2 separate regions of the Mus musculus genome follow, and region 2 is linked to region 1. A link is a contact called in public promoter capture Hi-C data. All regions are on one chromosome and are shown on one strand. Each heading gives the region's core, a stretch centred on a gene start, on an enhancer-like site or on the middle of the called end of the contact. The rest is flanking DNA. Distances are from core to core; before and after follow the strand shown. Region 1 holds the start of 2310069B03Rik (RIKEN cDNA 2310069B03 gene). Region 2 holds the start of B230319C09Rik (RIKEN cDNA B230319C09 gene).

Region 1 (5,176 bases), core at 1,503-4,002:
CCCCCCCCAACTTATCTCATAAGCTAGTAACTGTCCACAGCTCCTCAGTTAGGGGCGGGGGCTCATGAATGCCTTAAATTCCATGCAGGAATTATTGACAGGCTGGGTCTTGTACAGGTCTTGTGAAGGCAATTACGGGGCACTGTGAGCTCGTGAGCACGATGATTCTACCATATTCCATATCCGGGAGACGATGTCACTCCAGTTTTTCTCGACATCTGGCTTACAATCTTTCCCTTCGCTCTTCCACTGTGTGCTATGGTCCCAAAGCCTGGTGGGAGTGTGTGCTGTAGAGAGGACCAATCTGTGCCTGGGCACTCACTCCACTGACGCTCACTCTTTGCACTTTACACAGTTCCGATTTCAATGTTAACCACTGCACAAAGAGAAACATGGAAGATTATTCTTTCAGGAAGAAAACTGAGAGCAAGTCAGGGCAATCTGTAACAATGCATTTAATCAGCTATAATCAAATTCCACAGGGTGTAATTTAGACACGTGGTTTCCCGGAGGGGGGGGGGTCAGGTGGGGAGCGGTGGATAGGGATGGGTGGGTGAGGCAGGGAGGGGCAGAGGCTGCGGGAGTCACAGGAGTCACGTGAAGGTTGAGCTGGTGGAAAGGAAGTCAAACACAGGTAAGGAAAGTTGAGTGAAGAGTAATTTCCCAGAGGACTAATTACTCCCGCTTTCATGGAGGGTAGGAGGGGAGGGAGGATAAACTGAGGTGAGTCTGCCACCCACTGAGTTAATGATTCTTTGTGTTGGAGTGCCAGTAGGTGACAGGGGATGCCAGTTACGTTGTTCATGTGCAGTCACTGTCATAATTATAAACCTCGGGGAGAACTAACTATCTGTCAGCAGACTGGCTGAGTAATAGAAGTCTCCCTAACCTGTTGCTGAATAAATGCAACTTCCGGGCTTGCAGAACCGCCAGTGATTCATGGAGCGTTGGGGTTTTGAGTGTCTGAGGTACTGTTTGGATTTTAAGGTCATGGCTTCATGTTTCACCTGAGTGATGTCGGGAAGTCCAGCCGCCCTTTCTTAAAGGAGCACAGCTGACACGAGTTAAGAAACGTAATTAGGGATCTAAGAAAGAAATCCACATGCAAAAGCCCTTCTCAGCCTTTAATCCAGCACTCGGGAGGCAGAGGCAGGAGGATTTCTGAGTTCGAGGCCAGCCTGGTCTACAAGTGAGTTCCAGGACAGCCAGGGCTATACAGAGAAACCCTGTCTCAAAAAACAGAAAAAAGACAAAGGGAAGAAAAAAAAAAAAAGCCCTCCTCCCAAGGACTTGCCTGCAACTTCTGTACGGCGTCTTGAGTTGGGGCTCATCTCTGCCTTATGAATATGAGCATTCCTGAACAGAGCACATTGAAGTCTGTTAGCTATTGTGTGTGTGTAAGTTCACATGCATGTATGCACATATGCACATAGGTACCTTCAGAAACCAGGCATTAGTTACTAGGTACCACAGAGCTGTGATTCTCAGCCTGTGGGTTGCACAGGCCATCCTTTGGGGGAGTTGAATGACCCTTTCATAAAGGTCACTTCAGACCACCAGAAAACGCAGATATTTGCTATAACAGTAGCAAAATTACAGTTATGAAGTAGCAACAAAATAATTTCATGGTTGGAGGTCACCCCCCATGAGGAACCATGTTAAAGGGTGGTAGCATTAGGAAGGTTGAGAATCACTTATATATGGACCGTTGTGAGCCACTTGATACAGTTCTGGGAACTTAGCTCTGGCCCTCAACAAGAGCAGCAAGTGTTTACCATTAGGGACACCTCTTCAGCATCAGGTATCTTTTAAAAATTTTTATTAAATTTTTATATAAATTTTATACAATTTTTTTTATTTATGTGTGTGCATAGGCAGGTGTGTAAGGAGGCCAGGAGAGGGCGCTGTGCTGGGAAATGAACTTAGGTCCTCTGGAAGAGCAGCAAACTGCTCTTGACCCTGGTCACTGCTCATACATCCTTCCCACCAAAATCTGTTATCTTTTTAACTATGATTAGCCTAATTTTTGTTTGTTTGCTTGCTTGCTTATTTTTGTTTTTCGAGACAGGGTTTCTATGTAGTCCTGGCTGTCCTGAAACTCATTTTGAAGACCAACCAGGCTGGCCTCGAACTCACATAGATCCTCAGCTTCAGCCTCCAGAGTGCTGGGACCAAAAGTGTGTGCCACCATGCCCGTCGATTATCCTGTCTTTAAAGGGAGAAACAGAGAACCCTGAGGAGGAAAGGTGGGGTGCAAATTAATCAACACTGCCTGGTCTAAAATAAAAAGTCTCAAGACCAGGACCCCAAACCATCTTCTCTGCCTCTCCAGGGGCCTGCACTAAGGGGCCAGCCAGCCAGTCAGGGGAACGCCACAGTAGCCCACTCTTGGAGGTCCCAAGCAGATGACCTTGTGGTCCCCAGGAGTGGCAGCACGGAGGGCGGACATGCTCAGATCTCAGTGGCTGTTGGCAAGGTTACATAAAATTTTATGAAGCACGCAGGACTGGCCCTGGAGCTGGCAGGAGGGCGGAGGAGAGAGCCTCATAACCACGCAGGCTATTGATCACTCAGCCTCTGCTCACAGTCCCCCACACCCAACCCACCCGCAAAGGCGTCCTACCCGCTGGGCAAAGAATGCTGCTCCCGCACTGGCCTAGGGCCCAACCTGCGCTGCAGGTCTGCAGGACCCACCGAGCCTGCTCCGGTGGCCTTTCCAGTGGACCTAAACTGGTGAAGGTTAGAAGAGTGAGGCTTTGTATCACAAGTTTCTGACTCAGTATTCTGATGCTCAAGTTACTCACAACCCCGAGCGCCCTCGCGCGTTGGCCATGCGCACTTCCTTCAATGCAGCCGACTGGGCCATCGGGCCTGGAGGGAGGACTCAGAGCAGGGTAGCAGATATTCCAATTTATGCTTGCCCTTTAGATATGCTTGTTCTGAAAAGAACGATAGCTCAATAGCTGTCAACAGACAGAATCTAGCTCTCTCACCTCTCTCCCATCCTCCCTCCTTCCCTGCCTTCCTCTCCTCTCCTGTCCTCTCCTGTCCTCTCCTGTCCTGTCCTGTCCTGTCCTATCCTGTCCTCTCCTCTCCTCTCCTCTCCTCTCCTCTCCTCTCCTCTCCTCTCCTCTCCTCTCCTTCCTTCTTCCTCTTCTTTGTTTTGAACCCCCTTATGCCTCTTCTGACCCAGTCTCTCCATTTAGTCCAAACTGGCCTTGAACTCCCAGCAGTTCTCCTGCCTCAGTTCATCAGCCTGGCCACATTTCCTGTTGATGAACTCCTACACCACAAATGCTATTCAGAAGTGTAAGGTAACATTCGCCACCAAAGCTTGTAGTTGGGGCGGCTCATTCAGAACAGATTTTCTACCCCTACTACAGCAATGTCCTTGAGATTTCCATTACAGCCTGCTCCGCCCTGTCTGCATTGCTCAGAATGACCAGTAGACATCACTTGTGGGTCATCACAGCATAGCTGGTTACTCTACCAGCTTACTGTGAGCGAGGAACTCTTTCCAAACCTAAGCAGCTATTACAGAAGTATTTAAAGGACAGCATTCGCGTGGTGGCTCACGGAGGGCACTGAGTTGGAGTCTTAACACCAACTATCGCTAGTTTGTCATCTTGAAGTTACCTTTGTGTGCATTAGCTCCACACCTGCCACCTGGAAATAACAGAGTCTTCGTGAGACAGAGTCTCAGGTACCCCAGGCTGGCCTCAAATTCACTATGTAGCCAAGGATGACCTTGAGCTGACCTTGAGAGTGGAATTAGGGGTTCATGCCACCATTGCCAGTTTACGTGGCACCTGATAGTAAACCAGGGCTCGGTACATGCTATGAAGGCATTCTACTAGCGGAGTTATGGCCACAGCCTCTGTGGCTCCCTTTAATTGAGATAGTATACACAGTCCTTTAGAACTGAAAAAAGAAATGTGCTCTGCACCTGAACATCTGGGCGTGGACTGTTTGGGGACTTGGGGTGAGTCACTTCCTTTCTCTCTGCCTCAGTTTTCATCTACAAGATGGGTTTGAGAAGATTGTTTATGAAATCCCAGCACTTGAGAGGTTGAGGCAGGAGGACTGCTACAAGTTCGACCTGGGGCTACATAGTGAGTTTCAGACCAGCCTGGGCTCCAGAGTGAGACTTTCTCTTATACAACAACGATAAAAAGTAAAATAATAAAATGGGATAAGAGAATCTTACCAAGTGATACTTACTCATTTATGAGATTAAATGAGATATGTCTATCATGCCTACATACAGTGAAGGCTCAATAAGTGTTAGTCTTTTTTTTTTTTTTTTCCTATTTGTTTGAGACAAGGTCTCGTGCGGCTCAGGCTAGCATCCAATATGTGTATCTGAGGTTATTAACCTTGATCTTGTACTCTTCTTGCCTCTGCTTCCCAAACACTGGGATTACAGATAGGTGCCACAAGCCAGGCACCATAAGTCTTTAAAACCTTTATGGTGTTTGCTCTTTTTAGCATCCCACTGTTTAGAAGACCAACTGATTTTATCCTGACTCTTAGATTCCTGGGTAAACAGCATGTATCTGCTTGTTCATCTTTTGACCTTTGTCTCTTGTGAACTATATGCGACCCTACCACTACCTTAGAAGGTAGTTGTTCTTGCCCCCCAACCCCCACCAGTTTATGGACAAAGATACACAGGCTCAAAGTGGTTTGCTCACTTACCGGATAGGGACGGTAAGTGGAACCAGACAGCATACAGCTCCTTCCTCCAAGGTCAGGGCTCTGTCTGTTTACTGTAGTACAGCTGCCTTTATAAAACCGCTAAGAGAAGCATTCTTGTGTGCATGTGTGTGTGTGTGTGTGTGTGTGTGTGTGTGTGTGTGTAGGCCAAAGGTCAACTTCAATGCCATTCCTCAGAACACTGTCCACTTTGGTTTCGAGACACGGTCTCTCATCTGTCTGAAGCTTGTCAAGTAGGCTAAGAGGCAGAGGATCTCCGAGGATCCACCTTGCCAGTCCTACCCAGCACTGACCGGCATTGCAAACGTCAAACACTACATCCTGTTTTGTTTTTTTTTTTAAAACAGGTTATGGAACTGGAACTTAGGTCATCTCCTGCTCTGCCAGCACGCCAGTCACTTAGCCATTTTCCTAGCTCCAGTGCACATCTTATTATATGATCCTTTGCCAGATATCTATG
Region 2 (4,684 bases), core at 2,006-4,505, 560 kb after region 1:
GGGGTGGTCAAAAGGAGAGATAGAAGACAAAGATCCTGGGCCCAGTACCAAAATAGTTTCCAGATATCCTTAGCCAGTGGAGTGATGCTCCCATGAGGCAGAGTGTGGGAGCTCTCACACTGGGCACTGTATTCTGTGCAGGCAGCTGAGGGGACTTATGCTATGGCATATTCCCTGGGATATATCATGGGTAAACGACATGAAGCACAATGTACAGTAAACCGACAACTTGCATTCACCAAGCTCAGCTTTGTGGCTGTGCCAGGACTGTGCACACCCACGCATCAGAATAGTCCTGGCAGCACTTAGCACACAAGGAGACATGCATTATTTCTTCTGGCTGTGGGACACCATTCACCCTTGGGGCTTACCCCTCCCATACCCATCCTGTGGGAACCTGCACATACACACACACACTTGTACACATACTCCCTTTATCCTGACCACAGGAGAAGCTGTTTTACCATGGCCTGATAGAGTGGGCAAAACTCTGTTGCCACAACAGGCCAGCTGAGAAAATCCAATGTGCGGAGAAGACAAAGCCTCTTAAGCTTGAGAGGAAGCTATGGCTCTCAGGCAGGTAAGTCAATATAAGTAGATCCATGCTGGGGGCAAAACGAATGAAGCTCCTGAGAACAGCTCACGCCGGGAGACCTAGCCTAGCGAGGGCTTTCTCTGGATTTCCCCAACACTAGGGCCAAGGTATGGGGTACATCCCAGGGTAGCACAACAGGTGGCAGAAAGAGAGAGAATGCTAGTGGAGTAGAAAGAAGCAGGTTTGCTGTGGAGAGCCATCACCAGAGGGCAGGCGGGCAGCCAGGCAGCTTGAGAGAATAAGCAGACAACGAAGTAGGTACAGAAGGCGGGGGCTTCCCTGTCTCCCTAAGCCCATGTGTCCCTATCCTTTTGTCTGTCTTTCAGAGTTGAGGGACAGAAGAGGCTGCCTCATAATCCTAACATCTCCAGCGCCCACAACCTGGAACAGCATACCAGGCGGGCGACTACAACTCCCCCAGCCAGCAGTGGGTGGCCAAAGGAAGCGGAGGTGGGAAACTGGATTCTGGCTCCCAAGAGGGTAAGCGAGCCAATATGAGCTCACAGTTCTCTCAGCACGCACGCACAAACAGTATCACCAATGCTTCTACTAGCCTGGGGTCCCCCACAGTTCCTTCCCAGATGACTACCAACAACTCCCAGCCTCACCAAGGCATGCCAGCTCCCCCAGAGAGCCATCACTGGGCTCTTCCTTCCTAAGAAGCTGTTTCAGAAGCAAAATCCACCACCTTCAAGGCTTTGCTTGGGAAGAGGCCAGGGAATAACCCTGGCCTTCATATCCACCTTGTAAGTTAGCCCGGGAACCCCTGACACACAGGAGGAAGCAGAACCCCACCCCGCCGGTGTCACCACACAGACAGCAAGGTGGCAGAGTGCCATTTCCAGCACCCCCTCAGTGCTTCCCACAGCTTTCCCAGGAAGCAGGAGGTAGATCGGCAGGAAAGACTAGGGGCATGCAGGGACACTCACAGCTCGCCCACCTGCTACCTAAGCAACCAGGCTCAGGGCTTCCTCTGTGCAAGGCAGAGCCCCACCAGGCCTGGCCTGCCCACCTGTCACCACACTCATCCCAACCTTTGCTCTTTAGAGGCAGCTGAGGTGTTCTTTTCTGTCCCAGTCCCCCTCTCCTCCCCTCCCCAACCTCCTGGGCCAGAGGCTACTGCTGAGTAATTCCAAACTTAGAGTGAGCCCCTGGCCCTGTAAACCCGGGCAAACTAGAAGGAACCTACTGAGCGGGACCTGGCTAACCTAGGCAGATTAGTCATAGATTCTTGATCAGATTCTCCCCAGACTCTTCATTCTCCTCTCCCCAAAACCTACACCACCCTCTGAAAAACCCACCTGGAATGGCTCAAAGCCCCTTTCTCTGCTTCCCTCACACCAGGGAACACTGCCTTCCCAGTCTCCCAGACACCAAGTGGCACAGAATAACAGCAGACACCCGCTGGCTTCCCAGCCATGATGTTGCATCAGCCCCCACCCTACCCAAAATATCCTCACCCCCACCACCTCCTCTCCTCTCTTCAGCCATCTCCATGGTGACAGCAGCATGACTAATGACACCCTATCAGCTTCAGACTCAGGAGTGCAATTCTCCCTCCCCCTTACTGTCTTTCACCCCCACTTCCCCGAGACAACGCACCCCGGGGATTTCTGCAGATTGGAAGCAAACCAACAGTGCCAGGGCCATTCTCCAGAGATTTCCAGAGGCAGGGGTGGGAAGTGGGTTGTACGTCTTTAAAACACACACACACACACACACACACACACACACACACACACACACGCACATGCGCACACACGCACAGCGCACACATATACATACAGTTCAACAAACCAAACGCCAAACCCCAACTGCACCCAAACCATCCAGCTGAGAAAGCAAAACGAATCCAAACAAAACCCACACAGGCCTGAGAATTCATTGGCCGCCCACACTCGCGCCGCCCCTCCCCCTCAGCTGCTGCTACACACACAGTGGGAGATTAAGGGATCACCAGAGGAGACCCTTTATTTTTATCCAATCCAGTCAAACACTTCACCCCCACCGTGCAAGCCCACGTATACACACACGCACACATACACACACGCACACATACACAAGGGCAAGCGCGCACGCACTCACGTACACACACACACACACACACAAACACGCAGGGTACCTTGACAGTCGCCCCTTGTGCCCAGGGCCCCGTTCCTTCACGAGCATTTATTTCCACCTGCAAAAGAAGCCAAAGACACTGGTGAGGCAGGCCGGTAGCAGGCAAGGAGCAGAGCAGTCCAGCACAGGCCCCAGCACACTGGAGGGGAAGGGCCCGGAGAAGAAAGGCTGGACGGGACCATCTTCCTGCTCCAGCTGCCTCCCCAGCACTGTTGGGCCCCTGCGCCTTCCAGTGTTTTGTTTTCCTGCTTCGGTTCTCCGGCCTCTGGAGATCCCCGGGACCCGCTCGCGGCCTGCACACGGCCTCCCCTCCCTTCCAGGCCCAGCGCTCTACCTCGGCCGGCCTCCACTACTGCATCGGCCGCCGCCGGGCCTCCCATTATCCCCGCCGAGGGAGCGCACCGAGGGAGGCACTGCAGAGGCGGCGGCCAGCTGCCGGCTGCTCCCGCCCCGCCAGGCTGGTGTGCAAGGGGGCGGCGCGCGCGCCAGCCAATCCCGCGCCCGGCCCTCCCCGCCAAGGACCTGCCCAGCAGCCAGGCAGGGGCCTTGGTGGAGGGAGCCATCGCCACAAGGGCTGCTTCCCAGGCAGGCCGGGGATCCCGGGGCACCCTCCTACCCCTGGCAACATACACAAGACGTCCCCTGCAGTTCTAGCGGGTGCAACTGGAGTACGGCGAAGGGGTGGGGAGCGGCAGTATGTGGGTATCCCATACCGGCCACTCTCAGCCAGAGCAGAGCTGGAGCTCTGGTTCTCCAAGGAGAATCCAGGGCAGCAGAAGCCTCACATCCATCCCCCAACCCCGCCCCCCGCTTTGCAGACTGCAGATGAGTGGAGTAACTTACCGAAGGTGACACCGCTAGAACACAGCATAGCTCAAACTCCAAGCCAGGTCAGTCCTCCCTGAAGACCATATCCTTCGCCATTCTATAGTTCTACTCCCCTGCCCTCTTACACCCCACTCGGAAAACTGGCTATAGCCCATATAACCTGTGCTTCCCCAAGTCCGCTATGCCCTCTCCGGCATAGCCTTACAACCGAACAGTACTGAAATGCAATTTTCTTAAACAAGTTTCTCTTCTGGAGAAGATCCACCAGATGACCCGTCCAAAAAAACGCCCTGGGCTCCCCGCCCTTAAGAGTTTCCTTCTAGTTCTCTAACTATAGGCATACCAAGGGTTCGGTGACCAGGAGACCATGGTGGGGGGCGGGGGGGGGGGATAGCAAGGTCCTAGCAATTCACCTTCTGGGATTCAATACCCAGGCATCCTCTTTTGTCCCATCCCCCTCTCGGAAGGGGAACATCCAGGCTTCTACCTCACTTTGGTACCCACATATCCCATTCCTAGCCTGTGGTAACTTACCTCTCTTAGCCTCTCTCTGCTCAACTGAAGAATGGAACCAGCAGCCATTTCATGCAGCTGTGAGGGCCTGAGAAGGCACAGAGCCACTGCCTGACACAAGGTAGGTGCTGCTGGCTTCCAGCACTCTACATCTCTGCCAGAGCTCAGGGTGCCTTCTCATTCTCACGGATGAGTAAGCTGAGGCCTGAGAGAAGTGACTCACAGATGAGCACCCCTGCTCCAGTGACTCGTTCTATTACCCATTCCACCCCAAATGCAGAATTGTGCCCCACCCCAGGGCCCCCAGGGGGTGTTCAGAATCAGATAAGTTCTTTAGGAGCGGGCCAAGCCTGCTTCTGGTATATGGAGGCTTCAGGGCCCACACCTGTCTCCCCTTTGGCACAAGAGGCAGTCCTACTGGGTCCCTCCCAGAGCAGACAAGATAAAGGGACAATGTCCTAAATCATGACTTGATGTGACAAACTGCATGTTTGTCTTTTAACTCACTCCTGACCAGCCTACATGAATCCCCTTCCTTCTCCTGGTTCCCTAAAGCCCTGTGCTATTAAGCCCTGTGCATATGCACCCCACACAGAGAGACAGTGTGGACAATATCAATACTGCCTC

The links. Promoter capture Hi-C pulls out the DNA fragments that hold promoters and counts their contacts.
Region 2: a promoter capture Hi-C map of neutrophils shows a contact between it and region 1, with 5 times the contacts expected there. The contact joins the promoter of B230319C09Rik here to the promoter of 2310069B03Rik in region 1. A contact is called at or near these places in 1 of 39 promoter capture datasets (neutrophils) and 1 of 115 datasets of contacts at active chromatin or transcription factors (bone marrow-derived macrophages).

Annotation. Positions count from the first base shown.
Region 1 is chr6:82,879,101-82,884,276 of GRCm38.p6, forward strand. It overlaps 2310069B03Rik (RIKEN cDNA 2310069B03 gene), which reads right to left and starts at 2,753. Exons shown (of 4, transcript NR_040520.1): 1 at 2,669-2,753; 2 at 2,137-2,209; 3 at 1,295-1,356; 4 at 1-376.
Region 2 is chr6:83,438,500-83,443,183 of GRCm38.p6, forward strand. It overlaps B230319C09Rik (RIKEN cDNA B230319C09 gene), which reads left to right and starts at 3,256. Exons shown (of 3, transcript NR_028382.1): 1 at 3,256-3,606; 2 at 4,088-4,178. It overlaps Tet3 (tet methylcytosine dioxygenase 3), which reads right to left. Exons shown (of 12, transcript NM_001347313.1): 3 at 2,718-2,774.